2 separate regions of the Rattus norvegicus genome follow, and region 2 is linked to region 1. Evidence: chromatin contacts called from public Hi-C data. All regions are on one chromosome and are shown on one strand. Each heading gives the region's core, a stretch centred on a gene start, on an enhancer-like site or on the middle of the called end of the contact. The rest is flanking DNA. Distances are from core to core; before and after follow the strand shown. Region 1 holds the start of Mrpl44 (mitochondrial ribosomal protein L44). Region 2 has its middle 96 kb from the start of Fam124b.

Region 1 (4,125 bases), core at 1,246-3,745:
ATGAATAATTTTTGAGCCATTATTCACTCTGCCTTACCATGGGTTCAGAAGCAATTGTTGTGCCTGATCATGAACCGAAATCTCAAGAAAACACAAAAACAAAACAAAACACAACAGAACTTAGAATGAAATCTCTCTATAATAGAGTAGGGGGATTTATAAGAATGGCTTATAGGGTGTGGTCCAGCTAATGCAACAGTGGCTGCCTACAAACAGAAGGTCCAAGAATCCAAAGGTATTCAATCCACAAGGCTGGATGTCTCAGCTGGTCTTCAGCATATGCTGAAATCCCAAAAAAGTGGGCTCTAATGCTGTGAAAAGACCAACTTGCCAGCAAGAGCAAGGGCAAGTGGACAAAGAAAGCAAACATCCTTCTTCCATGTCCTTTCTACAGGCTTCCAGCAGAAGGTGTGGGGCAGATTAATGGTGCATCTTCCCACCTCAAAACTCTGGGTTGGAAGTGGAATTTCTCATTTCAAATAACTTAATTAGGGGAAAAAAAAACCCTCACAGATGTGTCCAGCCATTTGGGTTTTAGTTAATTCCATATGTAGGCAAGTTGACAACCAAGAATAGCCAGCACACCAAATAAGCCTTTACTAGTCTTAAAGTGATTACACCGATGGAACGACAGCAAGCTGAACACAGACATTAATTCTGGGCTTCTTGTGGGGCATTAGTGGAGAAACTGCTTGAGCCATTACAGGTTATTTTTATAGCTGTTGTTGCCGAGAGCCTCTGCACATAGAGACACAGCACTTTAACTGAAGGGACTATGGCAGCATGGCTTTGGTAGGCCTGTCCTTCTCCAATCCCTCTGTCTTGTTAAACCCATTAGACTACATTCCTAAACCTGGCTGCCACATTCCTATAGCTAGTCTATTCCCTTATTTGTCCACTTCCTCTTCCTGAGACTGACCACCAAGGTCCAGCTATCTAAGTATTGGAGTCCGGCAATCATAAGCCCCCTTTGGCTCACCTAATTAAAATGCCCAATCAAAATACATCATCCACCCTAACACAGCCCTCTCTTTTTTTATTCTTAAAAATTAAACCGCAACATTTGCTACTGTTTTTCTGCCTGAGTCAGAAAGCAGCAACTTTAATTTTTCTTCTCCACTTAATAAAGTGAAAACAGGTGTTTGGGTGTGGTTTGTTCCTAATCTGGGATCTGAATGGGAACCCTCGATGTGTGTGGGTCTTCTTCCTTAACTTTATTAAACTTGTGATTACTGTTAATCCCACAGATATGAGGAGAAAGACCCCCAACTCAAATCATTATGGCCAAGTTAAATAAAGAAAGCTATTAATTAAAGCAAATCTTTAAAATTTGTGTACATTGGCTGCCTCTCAGTGAAGGTGCGGTTCAAGAGATCAGCATTAGATCTAGGGAAGATAAGAGGTTTTTTTTGTAGTCCAGAGTAGGGGGTTTCCAGATGTGGGATTTGGCAGGCAAATAGGCAGAGTTACAGACACAAAACACAAGCACAAGAAGTTGGTTGTAATAACCTCCTGAAACAAAGATGTGGTTGCAAAGTGGTCATAACAACATGTGGTCACGATAACCTTTTGAAACAAATGCATGGTTGCTATTCCTGGAACAGGCAGTACAGAACCATCTGTAGCTAAGGTGACTGGTGGGGTATAGCCTAGTCTTTGAGAAACAGAGATTTAATCATAAACAGGTACAAATGTAGTTTGTCTTTATTGTAAGATGGCTTTCAAGTCAAAGATGAGACAGGCTGGTTCATCAGTTACATCAACCAGCTTCAGATTAATTCTACCAATAAATGTTATGTTGCAGAAATGAAAATTCCCTGTGGTTTCTTGGAATCCATTTATCTGATGGTCCACGAATTTTCAATGCTTTTAATATCATTTTGATTTGTTTTAGAAAATTTGCTTCAACCAGATATCTGTTAGAAGCTCGTTTATAGCCATTCAGATTCTCCATTTTGAAAAAGCTCAAACGAGGGTGCACAATCCTAGCATAAACACCCTAACTGGGCAGTAACATGTCTTGGTCAGTATTTCAAAGCAGGTGAAAATACATTTCCTGGGCAGGAAGACAGATACTAGTCTTGTTTGGAAACCAATTACAATAACCAAAGAGAGGAAGGAAATAAATTAAAAAATAATTTAGTAACCAGAACAAGCTGTGAAAGTAGGCACACCTAAAGACCCTGGAGTCTAAACTGGGTGACCGCAGGGACATTGTTGCCTTTTTTATTAAAACGAAAACGAAACTAGTTTTTGTTTTTGCTTTAATGAGAAATAAACACAAGAGAGACTGACAGGGTCAAGCAACTGTCTCCCAATAATTTCTGCACCCATATTTATAGAATGGGCAGAAAGAAGCACTTGCGCATGCGCACTATGCTAGTCACGCACTTTCTTGGGTGTCCTGCAGCACTGAGGCCTCTTTCTGTTGCTGCACCAGTTTCCGGGCAACCGCGTTCCCACTACACCGGTCCGGCTGTCTTCCTTCCGCTCTCCATTGCCCTGTTCTTGCCATGGCTTCTGCTGTATTCCGGCTGCTGCAGCAGGGCCCTCGCCGCCTCTTGGCTCCGGCCGCCCCTACGTTGGTTCCTCCAGTTCGGGGAGTGAAGAAGGGATTCCGTGCCGCCTTCCGCTTCCAGAAGGAGCTGGAGCGATGGCGCCTGCTACGCAGCCCGCCACCGCCGGTGCGACGGTAGGCGTCTCGGGAGGGTCGAATGGTTGAGGACACTGGGCTGCAGCTGCCTGCCTGCAACTGCGGTGGGGACGTGTCCGCCACCGGCCTGGGGCAGAGGAACTGGGCGACAGAGGCCGGGCTGCCCCCTGCAGAATCTCACTAGCCGAAAATAAGTGGGATCCGACAGAGGGTAACTGCTTGTAATTGGAATTGGCCCAATTTTGTCCCTTCCTAATCTCAGGCCAATTGGGTACCTTTAAGAGAAATAGGATCGTTCATTCTACAGCGTTGCGTACCAGGGCAGAAAAATTTAGTTCTATGTAAACTGAATTTCGTGTCCACTGCCTGGAGTAAGAGGGTAAAAGTTTAGGTTTTTGATCTAATTAATCTTGTTGCCTGAGGGCTGGGGGAGGACGAATGAAAACAACCAACAAAAAACTCCACACGTTTTTATTAAGTGCATCATGCTCATATATGATCCTGCATCTTGCATATTCTGTTTACTCTGTCTTTGTGGACAAAAGTACACGAAGGTCGACTTCATTCTTACAGTTGCACTGGCATTTGACTTTCGTTAGATTGTTAGTACACATGTGAAGCAGAAACTGTCTCTAGCTAGTTATTCCTGAGCTGAAATTTTGATTGCCTTAATATTGCCCTCCAGGAGAGTATTGACCTCTGTTCACACTAACACCAGTGAGAACACACCTTCTATTACAAAGAATTGTGGCTTAATAAGCAAAACTCAGAATCATGTCTTAATTTTCATTCCCTTGCCCAGTAGACAGGTGGGTATTTTAAGATTCATGAATTAAAATTGGGAAAAACTGTAGAAAACAAATTTAGATTTTCAACTTAGATCTCTCTACGTTTCTTCTCTCTCTTTAAAGAGTTTTGTTTTGGCTATATTTTTCTCTAGGAAAAGATGTTTTAATTCTTGTCTGTGTGTGACTGTGTAGTGTACCTGCACACACCAGGCCTTTGTGTCTGCTAGATAGGCACTCTACCGCTGAATTACAACAGCCTCAACTCTCACCCATGGTTATGAACTTTTAAAACACTTAGAATACTGATACTAGCTTATGTAACTGGAAATTCAAGTGGACATTTCTGAGATTTAAATAAATAGGATATAAGCTAAATAGAATTACTTTTAGTTTGTGGCCTGAATCTATATAGTTATAATTTGTTCATACTCAGGTGGAAAGCATTATTTCACAGTTAGAGCAGAAGGAAGGAACTTAAAAGCTAGAAGAGCAGCCTAATCTGATGTGAACAGTCTCTTTAATATGGCAATGAAGCCAAAATGAAAAAATTAATCCACATTTATGGAGACTGATAAAGGACTGTCAGCGTTCACCTGTATTCTTTTTTTGTATCTAAACTGTCAAAACCCGACAATAAAAGAAAAATAAAATGATTGCGTTCCTCTGTGTAATAGTTACAGCACA
Region 2 (3,728 bases), core at 618-3,117, 330 kb after region 1:
AATTCTGTGAATTTACTGATGATCGTGTGTCTTGGCTTAAACATTGCTACTAATTCCATGGGATGTGTACATTTTAGTAACAACATATGTATGTATATAATCACTTTATTCAATGAAAATATGTAATTGGCCTTGTCAGATTTTAATTTATGCATGTCTAAGATTTAGCATGAGAGCATACAGCCATGGTATTCATCCCTTCTGAGATGGCAGCAATAATTGACAACTAGTTCTTAAGTCTTGCCAGTAATGAATGAGGGAGTTTCTCTTTGGACATAGGAGACACAGGCTTTGAGGGCTGGGACTTAGATCAAGGGCAGAGTTTTCAGGCAATGAATTTGGGAATGCCAGAAGGAATGAGAGTTGCAGAGAATTTCTCTCACATAAAGACATTGCCCAAGATTTTGGGCGCCTGAAAATATTCTCCCTGTCACAGTGACTTCCAAGTGGTCAAGCTGGGATGGTTAGAATCTGAAGTTAGTTCTACAATCTCCAGCCTTTTATTCAAGTTGGGTCTCCCAAAGTCTTCTTCATCCAGCTATTTTTCTTAAATCTGGCATTTAAACACTTAGTCCACTTAGTCCGAGAGGAAAGTGAGATGAAAGGAAATGAGGAGAACATACATTTAAAAAAGATGAATACATATCACTTTTCATTAGAGGGAAGGAGAGGTCTAATTTACCTTCCTGTTAGCTTTCCGTTACTGTAACAAAATATGTGAGATCATCATGGTATAAAGAGGAAAGTTTTATTGGGGCTCATAGGTTTCAAGGTTTCAGTCCACAGTCAGTTGACTACATTCTTTTGGGGCCCGTGATGAAACAGAACATCATGGTGGGAATATGTTGTGAAGGAAGCTACTCACCCCCTTTTTACAACTAGGAAGAAAAAAAGAATTAAGAATGGTCTAGAGTACCTAGAGCCCTCTTAAAGGGATACCTCTAATATCCCAACTTCCTTCCATTTTTACTGGACCCCACCTACTTCAGGCTTTGCTACTTTTCAATAGCATCAGAGGCCGGGAACCAAGACTTTAACGCATGGCCTTTAGGAACATTTAAGATCCAAACCCTAGCAAATCCGCTCCTGTCTCATTTTTTTTTTTTGTGGCACTGCTCACTTTCTCAATAGATAAGCTTCCCTTTTCCATGGGTGACATTTCTTTTGCTTTTATTCCACTTTAGTCATCCCCTATCCTGGTGTCCTGTAGCAGTTTCCTCCAAGATAAAAACCTCTCATCTCATTAACACACGAGATGATTAAGTGAGGGTGAAACATCCTATCCTTCAAGCAGACTCCTCAAGTTCAGGAAGTAAACAACCCCAAATAACTTCAGGAAGTTCCTGAAACTGAACAGACTCTCTAGGGTACCACCCTCTCTATGATTACATATGCAGTAAGTACTGTTGGGAGACACTCTCCGACCAGACCAGCTGACCTAACCTGGGAAGGACATTCTCCAAACTACTGGAGAATGTTCAGTGTGTTCTAGCTTTCCAGCTTTTGTGAGCTATCATCACACAATCTGGGATGTGTTTTTGGTGTTGTAGTTGTCTTTGAGTCCTTTATCTTCCTGTAACTCCTTACCCATATTCCTAAAGATCCGAAAGAACAGAACAGGAACATGTGGAGAGCTGCAAGGGCTTGAAGAAAGTGTCTGCTGAGAAGCTCACTGAGCGTTTGTTCACAGATCACCAATGCTCGAGCTCTTTAAATGTGAAGAGCTCCCTCTTTAAGCAGCTCTGCAAATGATGGCGATTTCAAGCAAATAGATCAACTTCCCATTGGCAGATGGTGTTTGTGATGGTTTTCATTAACGTTGATAGAGGTCTATTAACCCCTCCACGCAATCTTCTTCTGTCCCCTTGTGGCCACTGATGGACATTTGGGAGCCAGCTGCCTGGGGCAGACCTTCTTGGCCAAAAACAAAGCAAGTGGAGATGACAGCTGGACTCCCATCTCAGCCAGCAAATACTCAATCTTAGACAATGTCATGGTGATGAGATCTCGATTACTTGATGGATTTACACTTAGTCTACTCTTGTATGAAAAGAGACACTCTTTGAAAGGGACCTGTCAGTCACGAAAGGAAATTTAAGGGAGCTGCACCCCCTGCTGGTAAATTTTATCATCAGAATTTAATAGGATAGTCATGCAAGAATTTGGTTCCTCCCACCAGCTCTCACTCCAGTTACAGAGCATAATCCTTCATGAACCTGGCATATTATTAATCTTTATATTCATACACCCTTATTTCTTTGCTTTATCCTAAGCATGACTAAGAATAAAACTATCCGATATCTTTGAGCACCTGTGCAAATATTCTCCCATTCTTCCAAAGAGGGACACGTGCCTTCCTTTGGTGACTGTTTGCTTCCCCTTCCAAGGAACTCTTTTACTAGAAAGGTATGGCTTCTGTCCTACCGTTCTTAGCCTAGCTAAGAACAAACACTTCCTTATTCAGTGAGGGGGAAAGGGCATCTAAATATAGACGTGCAGTGTAAATTTGATCCTCTGCACACATTTGCATAAACATAAATATCATGTCTTAGTAGACAAAGTCCAATGGGAAGCCTCATCTCAGTTTGGCTGTGGAAGCAAAAGTTTTCTCCTCAGGGTCTCCTCCTCTTTGCTTACCCCCTCCTCCTCCAGAAGAAGAATAGAATAATAGAATAGCTAGTCTCTCTCTCTCTCTCTCTCTCTCTCTCTCTCTCTCTCTCTCTCTCTCTCTCTCTCTCTCCTCCCCCCCACTTCCATCCATTCCTTTATATTATTGTCCCAGGTTTTCCCCTGCTCCTCACCCTTGCCAGGTTTGAACATGCTTCCATCCCCCACCCCATGGATAATAAAAATACATATAACAAGCAAGATCCTAAGAAACCAGACCTGTTCAAACCATCCTTTCTCTCCTTATAAGCAGACTGACTTACTATAGTTAGCAGTATTTTATAGACATCATAATAGTTAATAGCATAGTAAATTTTAAAATAAAACTAGTCTATTTTGGCACATAGCTCCTGTCTTAGGGTTTTACTGCTGTAAACAGACACCATGACCGTGGCAAGTCTTATAAACGACAACATTTAATTGGAGCTGGCTTATAGGTTCAGTGGTTCAGTCCATTATGGTCAAGGCAAGAGCATAGCAGCATCCAGGCAGGCATGGTGCAGGCAGAGCCGAGAGTTCTACATCTTCATCTGAAGGCTGCTAGTGGAAGACCGACTTCTAGGCAGCTAGGGTGAGGGTCTTAAAGCCCATGCCCACAGTGACACACCTACTCCAACAAGGCCACACCTCCTAATAATGCCACTCCCTGGGCCAAGCATATGCAAACCATCACAGCTCCTCACACGCAAACTGGTCAGCCCTTGGAAATGACTGTAAGCTTTGTGTTACAATGATATTAGAAGCCTATTGCCACATTCGGCCATTTGCTGTCAGTGTAATAATTAATAACTGAACCTAAAATGATAAAACCCAAAAAGAATAAGTGTGTGTCTGTGTGTACGTGACTTATGGTATTAACTATACAATGTAATTTTTTTTCATATTTGTAATTATCTCTCCCTTCTGTTTTCACCATCCCTCTAACGGAGCACATTTATGTCACGTTTTCAGAGACTTGGGAGATCCCATGCTTGCCTTCCTCAGCAGCAGTCAGACTGTGACTCCGTTGTCAACTTCTATATGGGGCTTACCAGAAATTTCTTAAGGGAAAACCTAAGAAA

What was found. Hi-C and Micro-C count contacts between places; a contact is called where the count stands out from the background.
Region 2: a Hi-C map of the A7r5 cell line shows a contact between it and region 1, with 6 times the contacts expected there. The contact joins the enhancer-like site here to the promoter of Mrpl44 in region 1. A contact is called at or near these places in 12 of 12 Hi-C or Micro-C datasets (the A7r5 cell line, the Rat2 cell line, Schwann cells and 7 more) and 1 of 1 datasets of contacts at active chromatin or transcription factors (oligodendrocytes).

What each region holds. Positions count from the first base shown.
Region 1 is chr9:88,552,555-88,556,679 of GRCr8, forward strand. Mrpl44 (mitochondrial ribosomal protein L44) reads left to right here and starts at 2,496. Exons shown (of 4, transcript NM_001031650.1): 1 at 2,496-2,692. The coding sequence starts at 2,514.
Region 2 is chr9:88,884,459-88,888,186 of GRCr8, forward strand. No RefSeq gene overlaps it. Among named protein-coding and RNA genes, the nearest start is that of Fam124b, 96 kb to the right of the region's middle. Within about 2 kb of position 1,868, at least 2 of the 93 cell types and tissues checked have an H3K27ac peak or open chromatin away from gene starts, as enhancers often do. A contact at or near this core is called in the A7r5 cell line, where this site is marked.